Regions from separate parts of the Zea mays genome. Here region 2 is linked to region 1. Evidence: chromatin contacts called from public Hi-C data. All regions are on one chromosome and are shown on one strand. The core of a region is the stretch at or near the end of the contact, and the rest is flanking DNA. Distances in the headings are between cores, read along the strand shown.

Region 1 (2,740 bases), core at 167-2,666:
ACAAACCAACATTACATTTTGACTTAGTGTGCCTTTTCTATTCCTATAGGGAGCTTGCTTTTCTGCTGAAATGGTAATTGGAACATGTGTTCCATCAATAGCTCCAATGCAATTCTGGAAGTAAGGAAAGAACCGTTCATCCGTGGTAATCTTCCAATGAACTGAAATTCCAGTGGCAGGCTTCACAAATCTATACATGAGAGATGGGATTATATGGAAAAATGACTGGATGTGTCGATGGATAGTTTCACCACTATGTTTGAATTCATGTTGTAAATCCTCATAACTAGCATTATGGGACAACATGAAAAGGAACATTCCCAATTTTTCTTCCACAGTTACACCCCTTGTATCACGTAGGATGTGTTCTTCTCTAAGAAATGATGCTATATTTTTGAATATACTAGGCTCCATACGGAATGCGACAAGACAATTCTTCTCATGTCCTTCGAGAATCTCATTAAGTCTCTCCTTGCCAGATAGAATAGAAGCATGCCTTGCTCTTTTCTCTCTCCCTCTATTACTAATTAAATAAAGAGCAGGGAAAAGAAAGAGCATTAACTCCTCGTCCTCCTCTTCTCTTCTCTTCCTAATTAGTTGATCCATTTTTTCTTATCCTTGGTACAATGCAATCTGATATCATAGCATACAAAACAAAGAAATGGGCTAATAAATTTTAGAATATAACAAATCAAAGGTTAAGAGTCATTGTATATGGTTAATTAGATCTCGAACCCTTCTATTCATTCCCATCCGTTCCTGCTTGGTCTTGTTCATCCACAGATCACAGCCCAGCCACTACGTAGATAGCTAATAAATCACACGCCCAGCTTTTGGTTAAGAGTCATTGTATATGGCTAATAAATTCCAATGAACTGGCAAGGATCTGAGAAGAATTAGGGAAAAAAAGGTACGTACGTACAGATCACATGGATCTTGGCTAGCTTTTGTGTTCTCCTCTGGAGGTTCTGTCTATCAATCTGAAGCGCCGTCTATTCTAGTGCCAGACGCCCAGCTGCCAGACGCCCTTTTCTAGTGCCAGACGCCCAGCCGCGGCTCGCGCAGGTGCCGGCGCCCAGCTAGTGCCGCTCACCTTGGGTATTTTTCTAGTGCCAGACGCCCAGCCGCCGCTTGCGCAGGTGCCGGCGCCCAGCCAGTGCCGCTACGGAACAGGAAGAAATGCAGTACGGGATGAATTAAAACTCACACGCTGGACGAACGAGATCGGCGGCGGCGTGGAGAGTCGTGGATGCCTCTCGACGAGATCGGCGGCGGCGTGGAGAGCGGTGGATGCACTCGTCTTGATCTAGGGTTAGCTAGTGACGCCGCCACGCGAGAACGACGGGCTGTCTTCCACGTCTCGGTGGAGATTTTTCTATCCCCGGCGTATTGGCGTGTATGTGACCCTAATCCACTCCGACACCCGATTTGCCAAAGACAAATATGGGCCACACAGGGAACATGCTCCCATCGTGGACCTGAATACACGCGGGACGTGTATTGGGCCTCAATACTTGCTTTTACACCCGTTGCCAAACGAGGCCGTAATGGGATTGAGTAGGAGGTATGGATTCACTCAATTCATACCTATATTAAATTTATGATGGAATTTTTATCCCATGTAACCGAACAAGTTCTGTCGGAGCAACGGAATCGGAATCGATCTCAGAGGGCCTCCTTTACGCGAATATATGGAATCGCGCGGCCCCCCGCCTGGGCGGATCGGATCCATGTCCAGAGTCGCAGGGGCAAGCGCAGGCTGGGAGCGAGCGAGCGAGTGACAGCTGCGGCGAGCAAGTTGCAGGCGGCGAGGAAAGGCGGCCACCCATAGTTGCGGGAGCACCAGCGCACTCTGCCGGGGAAAGACTGGGAGGGAACAGTGCCTGGGTGGCCTCTGGAATCTCCGTGCCCCAAGTGGATTCTGTCAGCGTGGCTGCCACTCGCTCGCGCCCAGCAGCCTTTTTCTCCTCTCTCCCTTTCTCTCCTGCAAGGCCTGCAACCAAGGAACCTGATGTGCTCGTGGAGTGGAGGGATCTGGAATACTAGAAGCAAACTATAGGCGTTAGATTCTGCGCCAAGTTGGTGTTGGTTTCATCGCCTCTATATTTTGCGCTGCATCTTTTGGCCGGACCGAATAAAGCGATCCGATCGTGGCTCCTGCTCCCACACGCACACTCTCTACTCTTCTCTGCCCTGGTTGGAATGGATAAAGCCAGCGCAGCGTGCCTCCAAGTAGTCCAAGCATCATACTACATATACCCTTCACCCCGCCCCCCTATTTGTTCTACTGGTGCTTTGCTTTGCGCGTACGAATAAATAAGGCCATAGTGTGCGTCCCATCGTCGCTTCGGACTTCACTGTGGTTCGCTCGGTGGATCGACCGGTCGCCGTCTCCTACCTACGCGGCTCGGGTGCCACAGGGTGGTGAGCGATGACGCCGGCTACAGCTTCCAGGCGCGCGAATCAATACGTAGATAGAAACGTCGTCGTTGCTGACTGCTGAGCCATGTTGTCTGAGCTGAGCGTGACGGTGCCCCCAGGAAAACGGACGTGGCGCTGCAGCGGGAAAGGAAGAACGCGTGCCCGGTGGTGTGATGGGCTGATGGGCCGCGTCGCGGTTTTCGGTGGGCCCGGGCTCCCACTTCCGAGGGAGGGAAGGAAGGAGGGGGTCGAGGGACCACCCGAAAGGCCGAAACGGGCAACGCTGGGCCACTGCTACTGTAGTCTACAGCCGGCTGGC
Region 2 (2,740 bases), core at 141-2,640, 250 kb after region 1:
AAACTCTGTTTTGAATACAGTGGTTTAATAGTTACCATGGTATTTTTGGAGTATTTGAAACTTAACTCCAATCCAAAGTTTTTTACTATGACTAACTTTTGGCTCATGGATACTAAATACCATGATTTGAAATGTTGTTGTATTGTTTGGAGTGATGTACAAAATACTACAGTTATGTCATGACGTTTTAAAATCATAGTATTCTAGAACCATAGTTTTGAAATACTTTACTTCCAAACATGTCCTTAGTAGCATCATAAAAATGTGTACTTCAATCGAGCATACTTCGCACATGAGGGGGCATTGGAAGTTGGTGAAATTTGAGTATACTTATCTCGTTTTCTTGCCATAGTTCATTTCAATCTCATAGTCAATTCGCCTTATCTACACCACTAATTGTCCAGCTCCAACTAACCATGAACGATACCTATCTAGGTAATAAAAATATCCAGAAATGTCAAACCATTTTCACGATTTAGAGCAACTCAGCTTTTCTATACCTCCCTAATTGCTAGGAATGTATATTTCAGTAAAAAATATTTCAACAGTTTCTTTGAATAGTTGTTCAAATAGACTTCTGTTCTGAGACATCATCTGTCCTGGATTTCTCGCAAGCCAAAATTAAAAAAAAAAGAATAGCTTTCTAGAAATTAAACGATGTAGAAAAGTTGTTGAAGGATGAAAAGATATAGATAGTGACTCTCCGAATGATAATTTAGAGACAAAAATTTAGAAAGCACATTTAACACTGATGCAAACAACTAAATTTCCGTTATGGCGTCAAGACAGAATATCACTCACGTTCCTTCCTACGCATCACGCATGGAATTGCATCAAGAGATCCATGGTCGCGCGTCGCCGCTCCTCGACGTCCAGCACCGGCACCGGCGCGGCGGCTGCCGCCGCCGCTTCGGAACTGCTGCTCGAGCGGCGCCCTAGGGGCCATGAAGGCGGCACAGGACGTTTCCGCCGCTTGCTCCCCTGCAGGCCGCAGTTCCGGAGCCTCTCCTCCGCCTCCCCGACCATCTGCGCCCCCTCCCCATCCTCCACCAACTCCTCGCCGCTATCCGCCATGGGTTGATGATCATCACCGTACGATACGTTGAGGCGGGAGAGGAAAGAACCGATGGCAGCGTGGGCGTCGCGAAGGGCAGCCACCGCGGCGGCGGCATGGGAGGAGGGCGCGGGGGCTGAGAGCACTGCCGCGGCCGCTGCGGCGCGGTGGATGGAGGCGGCCAGGTCGGTGAGTGGCGGGGTCGGTTGCGGCGGCAGATCGAGTTCCATAGCTACCCTTGGAACGGACCTGAGGAACGACGGTGGCAGTGGAGAGGACAGGACAGGTGCAAGAATCCACGTGGCTAACCGCTGGAAACTCCAGAAGTATCCGAAATGGAGAACAGCACCACTTCCAAGTTCCAATAGAGCTTGTGTGGAGTGGAAGGCAGGTTTTCCATCCAAAATCAGTGTAAAATACAGGCCCATAAAATTTTACGGGCCGAACTGAAAAGTAGAGTTTGGAAGCCCGGTGAATCTAAAAAATTAGACTTGTTTTGGGCCGTTACAACCGAAATAACAAAAACGTCTGAGCAGGCCACACTTTTTTCCGACAAATATCGGGCCTCTCGAGCTCTCTGCCTCTCTCACCCTATTCCTCACCTTCTTCTCGAGACAGCGGCGCCTCGCCGAGTCGCCGTCGAGGGCTCCAGCCAGTCGGCGTCGGCCCCTGCATCCAAGTCCCGACCAACCTCCGCTGCCTCCGAAACTGCGCTTGCAACTCCAGCGACCACCGACGCGTAGAACACTGTCTACGGACTCGTCACATGTCTCGCAGACGCCGAGACGTCGGTTTGCGCCGCTTGCCTCGTTGTTGCGTCAGTGGAGCTGCCTGGGACAAGACGCGCGCACTTCCTGGTGCGCTACGAATGACAACGCCGCCTCCTTCGGCGTGAAGATGTCGCCGGTGCGCCGCTTCGATTTGCCCCGCACAAGCCCCTAGCAACTTTTCTGACTAGTCCAGTCTAAAACTCTAGATAATCGAATGCTCACTGCGGCAGCAAAGTCACTGCCAACACGGACACCATGCTGCACGGGCTGGCGCAGGCAGTCCTTGCCTGGCATCACTGTCTTGTTAGGCATATGCTGCGGGGACATAGCCGGCGTCAACCTCAACGGCCAGCAGCTATCTGTCCATCTGTTCATGCATGGTCCGGCAAAATGCCGCCGGTGCTGCTGCTGGATGCTGATCAACCTCATGACGAGTCCATGGAGCTCCAGCGCCGGCTCAAACGGGCCAGGAGGTAAGCTCAGCTTTGCTCACTCGAAATATGTTGAGATCGAATTAAGCACAAGAGACGAACATATGCTAGCTGATTTTTTGCGGTACTACTTGCGTTTGGATTTTGATTTCACAATCCCTTCTGGTTACTACGTCTCCATTTTTTTCATAGTTGAAAAATAATTCATATGAACCAAAGACAAATTTCAAGGGAAAAGATTTATAAGGCTAGTTTAAAAACACCAAGTGATTTCCATTTTTCTAACGCGCTGTTTGGATCATTGGAATTAAATTCTATTCTAATAATAGTAATTTAGGCATATAACAATTAAACTGATCCAGTTTTATGCAAAATATATCAGTATATTATTATTAGCAAGATTTCAGAGATATTTATGTGCTACATTTTTTTCTATATAGAAGTGAGTTGAAGATCGTCTTGTAAGTTACAGAGTAGAAATAAAT

What was found. A called contact is a pair of places that touch in the nucleus more often than the background predicts.
Region 2: a Hi-C map of tassel shows a contact between it and region 1, with 2.2 times the contacts expected there. The contact joins the promoter of LOC100277548 here to the promoter of LOC103646198 in region 1. A contact is called at or near these places in 3 of 25 Hi-C or Micro-C datasets (bundle sheath, leaf mesophyll and tassel).

What each region holds. Positions count from the first base shown.
Region 1 is chr2:29,087,175-29,089,914 of Zm-B73-REFERENCE-NAM-5.0, forward strand. It overlaps LOC103646198, which reads right to left and starts at 1,417. Exons shown (of 6, transcript XM_008670924.3): 1 at 1,208-1,417.
Region 2 is chr2:29,333,781-29,336,520 of Zm-B73-REFERENCE-NAM-5.0, forward strand. LOC100277548 reads right to left here and starts at 1,391. Exons shown (of 1, transcript NM_001365995.1): 1 at 661-1,391. The coding sequence starts at 1,284. The coding sequence ends at 817.